Linked DNA regions of Anas platyrhynchos: region 2 is linked to region 1. The links are chromatin contacts, called in public Hi-C maps. All regions are on one chromosome and are shown on one strand. The core of a region is the stretch at or near the end of the contact, and the rest is flanking DNA. Distances in the headings are between cores, read along the strand shown. Region 1 overlaps PDE1A (phosphodiesterase 1A). Region 2 holds the start of DNAJC10 (DnaJ heat shock protein family (Hsp40) member C10).

Region 1 (7,486 bases), core at 2,405-4,904:
TCAGTTTGTATATAGCATATGGTCATGTTACACAACCACGAGCCTAATCCAGTATTTGTATTAGTGTCATTCTTGTACCTCGGGTAAATTCTTATGGAACCTATTAGCAAGTACACTCTTTACCTTTTCTCCACATGGACCCCATCTCAGTTGAGGACATGGCTGGACACCTTTCCATTCACCTTCCCTTTCTCATTCATATTCTAGAACAGCCACCAACTACTACTACAAAAGTGGCAGTAGCAGGCTGTTGAATAATCCTGCTGGCTTAAACCACACCACCTTCCAGAAAACACACATCTCTTTTTTGGACACTGAGCATCTTAACAATATCACATCCATTCAGATAAAGGCAGGCAAAAGTGTGCTCTACAGTGAACTCAGGGCAGGCATTATTTTTGCAACCATTTTTGCTCACCCTTTTTTAACTTGGTTGGAGTGCCTGGAGCCAGGCTTATTTACATATTTTCAATTGTTTGGTTTTGCTTTCTTTACAAGAACCCAAGTGTTATCCAGCAAAATTTCTTCAAGTTTGTAAAACGTTCTCCTAACAGGTATGTTAGGGATGGCTCAGTCATATCCCTCTCTTCAGTACTTCTCTGCCATTTCTGAACTCCTGCCTTAAATCACTATCTTTCATGAGAAGAAACAATGTCATCTGATAAATAAACATGGTATAAGTGGTATCTTTCTTCTCATGTGTTTAGGCTGGGATGTTGGCAAAATAATTGTCATGCATTCCGTTGTTTGGAAAACTGGCAGGAGTTGTGATACAACAGCCAGGTTTCAGAATACTTGAAAAATTCTGCTACTCAGTAGTTTCAGCTTTTGTGGGGTTTTTGTTTGGTTGTGCATTTTTGTTTGTTTGTTTGTTTGTTTGTTTTGTTGTTGTTGTTTTTTGTTGTTGTTTTGTTTTGTTTTGTTTATTGTTTTTTTTTGCATCTACAGAAAATGTGTTAACTACTGAAGGTGTCTTCTTTTCTTTCCCTCTTTGACCAAATACTACTAGTTTTTTGTTATGTCACCTTCTTTTTTTTTTTGACTGATAAATGTCTGAAAATTGAAGCAGGTTCTTTAAATAAATATTGTTCTTGTTGATTATGAGCCCTCCTTGTATAGTTTCACAGCTGAACAGGAAAGTGTAGGTAGCTGTGAGTGCTGCAGAGCAGCTGAGATCCTCACTTCTTGCTTTGGTTGGATGAATGTGACCTTTTAGTCGCTTTGAGATTTTTTAAATATATAAACCCTCTAAACATCCTAACCTTTTCTCAATAAAAGTACCTTGTACTGTGTTTTTATTTATGAGAATGTAGTAGGATTCTCACTGATTTCTTATTACAGAAATGAAATAAAAGGCTCAGTCCTCATGATGTTTCCCAGTGCCAGCAATGAACATGGCTGGAAGCTTTATTTTGTCAAAAAATTTGACATACGGTTACCTATTGTTCACTGGAGTGCGTTGGAGTGCTGAATTCTTGTCAGTCTAGGGAAGGATCAAAATTTTCATAGACCATCAGAACTGTCATACATCTTTGGCTAGCACTGTGCCTCTGGGAGTTACTGCAGGACCCCATAGTCTCCAGAGTATCACAGCTCTGCTGCTTCTCAAGCCCTGGTGAGGCTGCAGGACCATCTGCAGCACCGATGTCCACTGGCTCAGCTGTGTTACTGCCTATGTGCACAGCAACATTTTCAGGATAAGGTTTACTAGGTGGTGAAGAAGCTTTTCTACATTTTGGGACTTTCTCTTTTACTTCTCCGTCTGTCCATTGACTTTCTTTTCCTGGCCTTTCTGTAATAAGAAACAGATCTTTCAGCTACCATCATCTGTACAGTAGAGGGCTTAAATGAGACTCTTCTGTCTCCAGCGACTGCACTGCTTTAGCATGTCCTGACTTACCAAGAGTGGAGAGGAAAAACACAAAAGCCATGTGTAAGTGGAACACCAAGAATCAGTTAACGGCAGCTACTGCCAGAGCACCATACCCCAGTAAAGCTAAAGTCTGTTGAATCACATCAGTATTTGTATTGCTCTATTGAAAATAAGCTATAATAATTTACCCTTATGGAAAGTTGCAATGACATTGAAGCATTAAGAATTAGCAAACTACTGAATTAGAGAGGAAGGCTTTTCGGCTTCACTAAGAATGAAATGATTTGAGGATTTTTTAAGTAAGAATGTTACTTGATGTTATGGACTCCCTTTATATATTACTACAAGACTTTGATTTCTAGGCTTGTCAGTTTTCTTTTTTACTGGAAAACCAGGCTCCACAAAGTAGGGACAAAAGACCTAACCCAGGACAACACTGGAAGGAAATGCATCTTCCCAAAAGACATGTTCTCACGTCAGCCATTTTAAAGAGAGGAGGAAGAGAGCAGCAGTAAAGATCAAAACTGTGCAGAAAGCAAGAGGACTGATCCTGGTGCCTCTGGGACTCTAAAGAAATTTCCAAGAGTTCCCAAACAACCATGGCTGGCTTTTCCAAACCCAAGAATAGATCACAGCAACCCACAGAGTTATCTAGTCACCAGCCCCTTCCACGTTCAATTCCTGAGGCAGATTTCATCACAGATTTAGAAGTATAAAAAATTACTGCAAACCATATAATCCAGTGGCACTCGATGCCACAGCATTATGTCATACAGGGAATGTAAGGAAAGGCTTTATTGTCCACTGGTATATGTTGTGGGGGGACATGTAACAGGTCCTGCTCTTGGGTTCAGTCACAGTTCCTCAGTCTGATTTACCAGACACCACAAATACTAAATATTTCCTGCCACTCTTGGCTCAGACCGGTCACTGTACTTCCTCAGACCTCAGAAAATTTCTCTTACCACAGTTCTTAACACTTTTCTGCATTAGCTCAAAACTGCTTGTGATCTAAACATTTTAGCACTACAATTAAAATCACTGTCTCTGGTACTACATGGGGCTCTGTTAGCCCTCTGAATTTATTTTTCTCCAACAGATTAATACAGTCTATTAGGGTAGATTTCATGTGCCAAAGTGTCACTCAGTTTCCATGACTGTCACACATGTCCTCCTAACACCCACCCCTCCTCGTGGCCGCTAAATCAGATTAATATGCCATCAGATTTTTGCATTTCAGCAGCTTTTACTCATCTTATTAGGGAGTCTGCAGAGATAATCTTTCAGACAAAATGGAGCTGAACCCTGTGGTTATTGTGACTGGAAAGATGCAGGACTGAAAGTGCCTGAGGGGGGCCTGCAGGTATGATGCCGAGGTCTTTCAGAAGAGACATTTGTTATTCAAAGCTGCAGCCAATGGGTAAATAAAAAAAAAAAAAAAAAGCTGATCCTCACTACAAAGATACAAATTGTTTTTTTCCTTATTTTTATTATCAAAATTAAGCACAAGACAGTGTGAGAGCCTTGCAAAGTTTTTCGAGCCATGCAGCACTATGCTTAGGCAAAAGGTGTTGAGGACAGTTTGAAACTGATTGCTTTCCATACAAATAATGCAACTTTTGTTCAGGTCCTGTAACAGTTAACTCATCACATAAGCATACACTGGGAAGAATGAATAGCACTGCTGGTCATATTATTCTGAAGTTGAACAACGTTAGCATGCTTTAATGATGGGCCTATCCAACTGGCAGCTAGACCCTTGGTCTGTACACTGCATTCCCTGCAGTGTACTCACCATGTGGTGAGTGTCCTAAGCTGTCTGTGCCTCTGTGCAAATTTTCTGTGTTCTAAGTATAACTGCATCATGAAGTATCTTATATTACACTTAAATCTTTCCCAACAAGTTGTTTCTTACAGGTTTTTCAATAGGCCAATAATTCCCAGATCTTAGAATCCATTAAGCAAACATCTTCCCTAATGTAACAACCTCTCAGAGTCATCTGAGCATTTTACTGTCAGTTTGCTACAACTATCACAATTCAAATAGGAGCGGCCGTCACTACTAGGTGTTGAAAAAATGCAGAAATGGTCTCTTTATCACTGTGTTGAACAAAGACAGATTATCTGGTGATTAGGGGTTTGGAATATTAATTAAACATCAAGGCTTTCAAATTAGAATCCCAGATGTTTGATCATTATGGTAATTCCCTGTTAACATAATTCCCCGAAAGGCCTGAGAAACATTCCTCTAATTCTCCAGTGGTGAAAGGTTGAGGACCCTTAGGCTATAGAGGACTGAGCTACTCTGCATCAATTATACAAGACATGGCCTTTTTTTTTTTTTTAGAAAAATGGAACCATCTTATTTTGTGAACCTTTTGGTAAGGAAGCTCTCAAACTACTGCCTGGGTAGATAAGCGCTTTCCTTATTAATACAGGCTTTCCCAAAATAAGGCACTTTGCTGCTTGCACAAGCTGCTTGCTCTGAGTCATCAGTCTCAAGAGCACCATTTCAGGGAGCAGTAGCACCAGCAGCTGGACCTGCTGGATCTCCAGGAAGCTGCCCTGAGTACAACCCTGCCAGTGTATCTTGGTCTTCTGCTCTGGCCTGTCTGAGTACAGGAGTCAGACCATCTACCTCAGCACCTGCTGCCTCCACTGAACTGTCTCCCAGACAGTGCTCCACCTGTAGCCTTACTCTTATAAGGTGAGAAGATAGAACAAGTCCAGGTCATGCTCAGGAGACTGCAAGGATTATTGTTAGTTTTTGTTTGTTTTTTGTTCATCTGTATTACTACACTGTATTATAGGGATAACTTCTCCTGAGTCTGGGATCTGATCTGGTGGTTTGGGAACAACATATGGTGTTTGCAGACCTATGGACAAGAATGCAGATGGTTCTTTTAAAAGCACAAGTACTGTTAGTCAGAGTCAGTTCAGGAAGTGTTTGGAGGTCTACGCTAACAGCTAGCCTGCTTGTTACCACTGCATGCTGTCCTCATACATGTCACTCTCTCAGCACACTCAGCTCTTCGGGGTTTGTAATAAATTATCTTTCCAAAAATAATGACAGAAACAACATTCTTTTCACCTGGCAGTGATTTATCCCTGGTATCTTCCCTCAGTAGGTGCTCCTACTAACATATGAATAAAATACAGCTTCGTACATATGTCCAGAGCAACCTAAACGCTTCTCGGCAACAGTCAGAAACACTAGCATGAGATCCTGACAGAACAAGGCAAATGATCCTGACAGAACAAGACATGAGATCCTGACAGAACAAGACAAATTATCTCAGGTTCAAGGTCTCAGGCTATTCACTTACAAACTTAGTCAAACTTGAGAGCAATCTGAAAGGAATTTCAAGTGGAAAGGGTTCAACATTTTTTCATTCTTTACTATATGCTAATTTGGCACACTCTGATTAAGGATTTTTAGTCTTTTCAGGGCGCAACATCAGAGAAGATATATTGCTAGTCTGAACCAATGTGGGAAGATTGCTTATTCTTATTTTGTAACAAGGAACATATGTGCTACCTTAGATAGTGCTCCATAGAAGATATTAATTTAGTGAAAACTTTTCTTCTTTTCCAGCAACACTTGGAGTACTCCATGTGTGCAGCACACATGGAGTAAAAGTATTAATTGCAATGCAAAAACATGAATGGAAAATATCTTAACTTTCACAAAACCTATAAAATCCCTCCATAGCTTTTATATAAAAAAACCTTATCATATGTGTATTAATAAAATAGAAATCTGTACTCAAAAGTATTTGCACTATTCACAAGGTCCCTCTAGATTCTAACCAGCTACCATGAAGGTCTTCATGCTGTGATCCAGTCAACTATAGATGTTGCTGCAAGTGGCCTCTTTATGGGAGCAGTTTTCTATAAATCTCTTCCTTGTTCTCACAGAGGTTTTGCAAAACAGATTCAGCCAAAATCACACAGAACAGATATCATTCATCAAGGTCTAGCCTCTACACCAGACACCTCCACTTATCCATCAGTTTTCCTAATGTATGTTCTACTGTAATACCATAATTCTGTTCAGAAAATACCTAGACATACTTCATCAGGTGGTGGAGGAAAATATGGGGATCCTAGAATCTGAATAACTAAAATCTCAACAAGGTCCATAGAGGTCTTGAACATTAATAAATCTATTTCTCCCTGTAAAAAACCTTCCTGATTTCTTGGATCTTGCTGGGCCTCACAATAAGATTGACTGTATACTCTATAACTGTATACTCTATAACCATGACTCTATAACCATTTACCCTCAAAGAGTTCTTAAATCTCTTACTGTGAGAAGCTCTGTCTTTTCTATGGCTGTTAATAGTCCAGTTTAACTTAACTGAGTCTATCACTAATTTATAGAGCACTACTAAGTACTGAAAACGAAGAAGAAATTAGCTTTTGATAGCAGTGTACACCTCCAGAGTAATGTAGCAGAATGCTGATGTACCAAAATCAAACTGGCTTGTTAGTAGTAGATGTAACTGGAAGTGGCAAACTTCCGGACAGCAAGTTCTTCATTCTTCCACACTGAAGGATGTTGGATGTAGATAGCCCAGGACCACTTGATTTCTGTAGGCTGTAGCTAGCTGGTCCATGGCCTACTCCTGCCAGCCATGGATCATCATAAATTAGCAGTTTTGTCCTTTTGACCACACAGTATTAGTTGGACAATATCAAAAGAGGCAATTGATCATATGAAATTGCTTGTGCAGAAGTGACAATATGAATTACATCTCCTCCTCAGCTGCCATTTCTGCCTAACTCTCAAGTCACCATCACCATATAAGTAAGGAAGCTTGTTCTTACTTAATATTCTCTTAATGAGAGAGAAAAAAAATGCTGCTTTGGATGATGGGGTGAGAGACAAGGCTGTACATACCAATGTATCATTCCTGACAGTCAGTATTAGATCATGTTCAGTTCTTCACAGCAGTGAAACACTATGCTAAAATGCTCTAGGTACTTGGAAACAGCACAAACTGTGTGGACAGTATGTTCTCAAATGGCATTCAGTTAACCTGGATCAAGGTTATAAATTGTGTTCACACAACAATTACCACAGTCATTTCACTTAGATAACTGCAACCCCAGAAAAATTTTCAGTTACGGCTCATGAACTAAGATGTTTGATGTAGGTTTGTTATTATTAGCTAACAACTGGCAAATCAAAAGTCACTTTTGGACTTATTTGAGTCTAATACAATCTGTGATTGCCAAAATATTTATTTTGGGTTATTTAAATAATTGTCTACAGCATAGTGCCAAGAAACCTGTGATAAAGAATTTTGTTCCATACAGTGCAGAACAAATAGCATTTCTAATAGCAAAGTATCATTTTTATGTTTCTTAACAAATGCAGCAAAACATCATACTTTGAATTGTTGGCTTTGGCATTTAAGGCAGATGTCAGCATCAGTTAGATGTCAGCATTAGCATTAATATGCAAAAATGCACTTTTTCAAACCATCCCTCTAAAGATAAACTGAGTAACACAGAGCCTTGTTACATGGGCTGTAGGATTTCCTCTCATAGCCTGGCTACCTACATCTCTCTAAGACTCCTGAGAGAACAAAACAGGGCCATCTAAAC
Region 2 (7,284 bases), core at 3,680-6,179, 200 kb after region 1:
TGCCACATATCAGAATTTTAAAATCTGATAGGAACGCTATGAAATTCCTGTGTTAGGCTTTAGTTAGGATTCAGCAGGTAGTTTTCATTTGTGCAAGGGTTCTCCAGGAATCCTGCTACCAGGAATAACAGAAGAGATGTATCCTTTCTGCTCAGTTTCTCCTGCCAGCTCCATGTAACATGAGTTTGTGTTGATTTTAACAACCTGAAGCGGGAACTAGTTTGCAAACACAAGGGCCCGAAGAGCTGTATCATATGACACCAAACAAATAGATTACAGAAAAAAAACACAGCCGATGAATGGAAAAAATAAAGCCCAAATCCTCCTAAGTTACCCACTATCCATGATATGAAAACCTTCAAACTCTCACAGTCTATCTACTTCAGCTTTTATCCGTTTAAAGCTACTAAGAATAAAAAACTCAAATGCCAAAGTCGATAATTTCAAATTCAAAATGTAGTAAAATTAACAGAATTTCTGCAGAACATCCTCTTTGCTAACAATTATATATTTCACTGTGTATTTCCTGAGGACTTTCTGTAGAAGTCCTCAGGAAAGCTGAATGCTAATTTTAAAGCAATCAAAAATGCATAGATGTCTTAAATTACAAGAAATGGCTCTGTAACATCTTGACTATCTAAACAGAAGCAGATGGTTTACATGGCTTTACTGCTTAATTAAACATTTTATACACTCTGTAAAATTCTATCTGATGGCATTCTTTCTGATTTGGCTTTCAAAATTTAAATTACAAAGTAATTTTATATATATGCCATATTAAAATGAGAATTCATAAAAATCTTCATATCCAATACTAACTAACAAATCTAGTTTATTTTCTAATACGGGTGAAAAATTTAATGGTCCACCTCTTTCTTATTTCTTCTTTGGGATAATGCTAACGTCCATCTTTTTCATAAATCTGCTAGATTCCTGTATTTTAAATAGTCCTAATTCAAAAGCCAGTATTTTAGATTTTCCCATACCATTTCCTTTAAAAAATAATAGAGAAACAGAAAAAAATAAGATGGAATTTATTTTATGGAGGACTTCAAACCAACTCCAAACAAGATATAGATATGGATGTTACTATCATAGTAAGATACAGCTAAATGTGTGGGAAAGATCTGAGCAAAACAATAATGAAGAAAGTTTAAAGAAATTGCTTGAAATTCCTGTCATGAATGAAAGACAATTGGGAAGATGTATGCTGTCTCTGAGTTCCCCAGGGACAAAATAAAATCAGTTTACCTAGTTCCATAAAACCACAGTCACATCACTGGAAGTAAAAGAGGAATGCAAGGGAAAGACTGAGCACAGCAGTCAAAATTTTAATTAAATCATTACTAAATACAAACTCGATGTGGTAAGTCAAGTGAAAGAGCGACTTTCACTATCGTTATTTATAGTTACTGGCATGACTTTTTAAAGCAGATGCAAAACTGACGTAGTAAAAGGTAAAAATAGACAAATAACAGCAGTAAGCTGGGTGCTTGTTCAAGTGTATGACTGCTAAAGACAGCCATAGATTGGAATGAGCTTCAAACTGTTCTCATGGCTAATAGTTCAAACTGGATAAAATCCACATGAAAAGGTATTATCATCCGTTGCATACATCAATGGCCTTGCTCAGTTACACTTCACTACAACCCTTGCACAAGCAGATGACAGAAGCCTATCAAAGTGAAGCACAGAAGAGGATGAAGTTGGCTTGTGAGTCATGCAAAGTCACAAGGGTCACAGGTCATTACGCCCTCCACCTACATCAAAAGCTCTACCATTAGAGAGTGTTTTAACCTAAAGTAGCTTTTCTCATTCTTTCCAGGCATTTGTTCAGCACTGCACAGATCAGAACTCCATGAAACTTTGGAGGACTTTTCTGATCACCTTGACCCAACACAAACCCACACTAATGAGTAGGGGAACAAACCAAAACGTTAATAGGTATTCCTTAATTAATGAAAATCAACTATGTAACAGCCCAGTCTGTTATATATTACTGGTACATTGCAGAAAAACACAGAAGTAACATTATTTTGCCATCTAGTTGTACAGACATGTATTTTGATTTAAAACAGCAGTTGAGAAAAGAAAATGGCATTTTATTGACTAAATCAGAATATCAACAGTAGAAAATTGAAGTAATATGATAAATGGACAGTCAGTTGCTAAAGTGAACCCTGTCCTTACAACTATGTAGGAATGTCTGCTTCTCATCTCCATTAACACTCACATTCAGCTTTCACAACCACAGACAAAAAGAAAAGCAGAATAATTAACTCATGGAACTCACTACCATTAGGAACTGAAGCAAATAGTTTCAGGAATATTTTTATACATGCATTGTTTTCAATAACATATATAACCACTATACCTGCATTACTTTAAAATAAATTAGAGTTACTACACTTTAATCATGACTGAAGATCAAGAAATGCCTTTTCTTGTATTCCTCTAGCTAAACAAGAAAGCTTTTACCCTTTGCAATGAATGACACATCTAACATTGCTTTCTAGCTACATATCATAGCGATAACTGAGTTCACTTACCTAGCAGTTGCTTGTATTTCTCTCATTGAAGCTTGATCTGGAAAAAATAAAAATTAAAAAAAAAAATGACTAACTAAAATAACTTAGGACTAAAATATCTCTTATGTTTAACAATTGCAGTAAGTGTCCCTACCTCACCTGAAAGATACCAAGTCAATGAGTGCCCACATAAAGAGATAAAAGTTGCATTTAAATGTGTAATATAAAGCATCATTTAATTTTTTTAAATTGAAAATTAAAAATAATGGTGTCTTTCACTTTAACCTACTTTGTCGCAAAATTATTAGGGAGGAGATTCAAATGTTTCAGCAGATATATATATTTATATTTGTCATTAGTTTGACAGATGTTTTGATTTCCATAAGGTTGTAGTAACATGAAAATCAGAAACTAATTTCTCAGGTACACTCCATATTTTTGTCTTCACTGGCTACTGTTTGTTGTTGGTTTTGTTTGTTTGTTTTGTTTTGTTTGTTTGTTTTTACCCAAATATTTCACAATGGAAACATTTGTTTAGATAGCTGAGACTGAAAAGTAAACAAACAGCATGAATCAATTCATTTCATCAATGACCCTTAAAGTGCTTCTATGGCAGCTTGACCTGGGCTGAAGTACGTAACTTACATTCAGTTTTGTCTGCATAAAAAGGATAGAGAACTATTATCTGACATAATTTCAAACTAAGCACCTGTGTGGAGAGTCAAACTGTAAGCATGTCTGAATTGCATGGGCAGTGTTTCAAATATTTCTTGCAATGCACATTTATTTGAGAACCCACTTTCCAGGCCTTGATCATAAAACAAGTCTATGCAAATAGCAATAATGTGTAGCAAGCTCAGTTTTCAACCATTTTTGAGCTTTATAAAGAAGCCCATCACTTCCCTCAAAAGACCATACCACTTCTGAATCCCTTAATGGCCCTCGCTGTGACAAATGGGACTTTGCTTCTTTGCCTGACCTGGGCAAGGAATACCCCAGCGCACTCCTGGAGGGGTCCCGCAACCCCACCACACCTCAGGTTACTTGTTCTGCCTCCCTCCTCACAGTGGGAAGAACTGTGTTCAGCAGGGCACCCCCAGCAATGTTTCAGGTCTGTTTCTTTTCAGACATTTATGCTCCTGTGCAGATATGTGAGGAAAGAGAAGTGACCAACCATGAGGAGATCACTGCAGTCTGTCCATTCCTGGAGCCTCTCTCTGCCATGAGCCTCGCTGAGGTGAGGGCAGCTCCCTGTGCTGTGGGACAGCGCTCCTGGGGAAATGGGCTCCTTGACTGTCTTTATCTTCAGAGACCTTCAGGCACCCACTGAGAGGCTTCTGGGCTCAGGACAGAGATCAGGGCTTGGCCACATACTGGAGAGCTTGGGGTGTGTCAGTATCCTGGCCGTGCCCAGGCAGGCCTGGCACCACAGAGCTTCCTCAGCACTCCTCCTCCTGCCACTTGCATCTCTTCACTACCAGCCTCCCTCAGCCGGCCAGAGGCTCCCTTGCGGATGCAGCCAGGTCCTCACACATAATGGCCACGTTTGTGTGTGTTTTGGGTTTGTGTGGCAAGGTTTTGGTAGTGGGGGAGCAGCAGGGGCAGTTTCTGGCAGTTTCTGTGAGGAAAGCCCAGGAGCTGCCCCACGTCAGGTAAGAGCTGGTTCTGTCTGTCTCCAACAGAGACTTGCCGCTGGCCAGAGCCAAGCCAGTGAGCGACGCTGGTGGCACCTCTGTGGCGATGTATCTAGGAACAGGCAAGAAACGCTGTGCCACAGCTGTGTGAGAGAGGAGTGAAAACGTGAGAGAAGCAGCCCTGCAGACGCCAAGGTCAGTGAAGGAGGAGGGCAGGAGGCGCTCCAGGCGCTGGAGCAGAAGTTCTCCTGTGGTGTGTGGAGAAGCCCCTGGTGGAGCAGGTGGACGTGCCCTGAAGGGAGCTGCCGCTCTGTGGGACCCGTGCCGAGCAGCCCGCTCCTGACGGGCGGATCCCGTGCCACAGAGCCCCGCGGAGCAGCCCTGCCGCGGGAGGGACCCCTCGCGGGACAGCCCCCACGGCCAAGTGTCGGAGCTGAAGCGCTCGGGGCTGGCCACTATTCCCCGCCCCGCTCGGGAAGAAGAGGCAGAGGAGGGCGGGCGGGAGGAGGGTGTTTCCAGTTTGTTTTCAGCTCTCACTGCTCTGCCGTTATTAATTAATTAATTAATTTTCCTCAAGCCAGTGCTGTGCCCGTAAGGACAACTGGTGACCGCCCGCCCTTATCTCGAGCTTTTTTCCGTCCCGCTGAGGGGCGCGGCAGCAGCACCCCCCCCAACCCGCTTGGGGCTGGGCGGGCCGAGCCGCGGGGAGCGGCCGGGAGGAGCCGAGCCCCGCCTGGGGCGGGCGCGGCCGCCACGTCATCCCGGAGCCGCCCCGCCCGCTCCGGCCCCGAGCCGGATCCCGGTGCGGGCCGCCCTTCCGCCGGCAACGGGGAGAAGGCGCCGCCGCCCCATGCTGCTCCGCGCCCGGCCCGCCGCTGCCGCACGCTGAGAGCCGCGCTGCGGGCACGGCCCGGCCGGGGAGCGGAGCGGAGCGGAGCAGGCGGCGACCCCGCCCCGGGCGGCCCCCGGCGCCTCCCGGCCTCGCCGCTCCGTTACCTCACGGCCGCGGCCCTGCGGCGGCCCCCGCGCCCGGCCGGTCTGCCAGAGGCTGAAAGCACCGGCCCTGGGAGAAGCGTCCCCCCGGGGTGCTGCGAGTAAGTGCGATGGAGGAGCGGGCCGGAGGCAGGACGCGCTTGGGCCGGCCGCCTGGTTAAGGCTTTGCTTCGTTGCCTGAGTCAACAAGGCGCTGAATGCAGGGCTGGTCTGTTAGTTGAGTGGCCTTCGGGAAGCAGGTAGCTCGCCGTCAGGAAACTTCATGTGCAGACCGCAAAACCTGGCGATGCAGCTCTTTACTCGTGTATATTGAATTACTTGAAGTATATACTTGTTTGTTTTTCCCCCCTTTTTTATAGATTGGAATTCTTGTGAGAGTTGTGATGTGAAGTAGGACAACCAGGATTTTGAAGAGGTCTGTCATAAGTACAGCCCATCTCCAAACATCAGTGGATTTACCAAAGACTCTTCTCAAAGCCTGCTCAAATCAGAACCTGTAAACTTTCCAGAAGCTTCACGATGGAGTTTGTATTGTCCAAAGGAGATCATACCAGATACTTGAGATTTTTACTGTTAGTTTTAGTATGTGCAATAGTTCTTGTGTGCACTGATCAGGACTACTATAGTTTACTTGGAGTATCCAAAGAAGCAAGCAGTAGAGAAATAAGACAAGCATTCAAAAAACTGGCATTAAAGTTACACCCTGATAAAAATCAGGTAAGTTTCATCTTTAACAGGTCAATGATGTTGAGGTAAGGGGTCTTAATGTTTAAACAGGATGTGTTTTTACTTTATCTAAAATGTTTCTCTGTTCTTGTGAAGTAATGTACAGAGCTGGCAATGTGGTTTAGCTCAGATTTTCTGTAGAGAAGATCTGACCATGAGGGGTTGACTGGTAATATACGTGGTTCTGTTGACATTTGGGTCATGTCAAATTGCTGAAGGAAAAATGCAGTATCATTTACTTCTTGGTTGCATTTTTGTAAATACAAGAAAACATGTATCTGTACCATATTACCTTGTTGGTAAACTGATGAGTTTATCTTTTTCTATTTAGCTTGGGGGACATCACCGTTTCCCTACTGTGAAGTCTCAACCAAAGAGCAAACAACACCAGCCTGTCTTGAGACATCAGTCTCCAGGTGTCAAACAGAACAAAGCAGAAATTCTAGGACTGCCAAGGCCTAATGAAGGAGGGTAAAAAGGAGCTGTAGGGTGACTAGAGAAACATGACTGGGAATGGTTCAGTGTGTGATACCATATTTTCCAAAGTACAAAGAAATAATTTTTTAAAACTTAATTGCCATAATTTTTTTTCAAGATTTCCTTAATTAATCAGAAGTTCATGGGAAATATGGTGTTTGGCACTTATGTGCTAAGTATTATGTGCAGCTACACCTGCACAGAGACACACAGGACACTGATGTGCTGTGTAGGCTCATGGCCTGCCTGCACATAGTACAAACGATGTTTTTACAATGGATATGAATATGACAAAGCTCAAAGAGAAAGCCAGATCCCAACCAAGTTAGAAATGCCAGTTTGTACCTATTAACAGCAAGCTATGGTTTCACTGGGTTAAACGTTCAAAATATTAATATTTCAGATCAGATTCTATAGCTTCGATGTATGCCAATATTACTGAAATACAACAAACAATTTTTCAACATATTGCTTGCAACATTGAAGATGATCGGAGACGATGAAGCCATTACACAAATTCCATAATAGCAATTCATTTCATGTGCATCTATGTAACTACGTGAAGTATTTTTAAGAATGAAGTATCTTTAAGGAAGTGCCTTTTGAATGAAATGTGTAAGCAGAAGTAAAAAAGGTGGGAGAGATCACTACAGATCTTGTTCACCACTGTTACACTGCACCAGCTCAGGACCCAAACTGGAGTTCCAAGTACATTTTTCACTATTCTAATTCTTAAGAACCCAGAATACCTAGAACTAAGAATGCTTTTCAGATAAGTAAAGGAGCCTATAAGCCATGAGATATAGCAAGTCTCCGTTCTTAAGGATTTTTGGTGTGTGTTGTGTTTTTTTTTTTCATTCCTCTGCATTTGCAAAACAAGGTCCATTATATACAAGTATACAAGTATCCAAAGTAATAAGAGAAAA

The links. A called contact is a pair of places that touch in the nucleus more often than the background predicts.
Region 2: a contact with region 1 is called in a Hi-C map of skeletal muscle, with 4 times the contacts expected there. The contact joins the promoter of DNAJC10 here to the enhancer-like site in region 1. A contact is called at or near these places in 3 of 8 Hi-C or Micro-C datasets (F1 follicle, skeletal muscle and subcutaneous adipose tissue).

Annotation. Positions count from the first base shown.
Region 1 is chr7:25,636,672-25,644,157 of IASCAAS_PekinDuck_T2T, forward strand. The region is part of intron 15 of PDE1A (phosphodiesterase 1A); the gene reads right to left. Among named protein-coding and RNA genes, the nearest start is that of PPP1R1C, 73 kb to the left of the region's middle. Within about 2 kb of position 3,655, at least 1 of the 8 cell types and tissues checked has an H3K27ac peak or open chromatin away from gene starts, as enhancers often do.
Region 2 is chr7:25,833,914-25,841,197 of IASCAAS_PekinDuck_T2T, forward strand. It overlaps DNAJC10 (DnaJ heat shock protein family (Hsp40) member C10), which reads left to right and starts at 4,930. Exons shown (of 23, transcript XM_005016814.6): 1 at 4,930-5,256; 2 at 5,515-5,872. The coding sequence starts at 5,675. It overlaps PDE1A (phosphodiesterase 1A), which reads right to left. Exons shown (of 18, transcript XM_027461479.3): 2 at 2,550-2,586. The coding sequence starts at 2,575.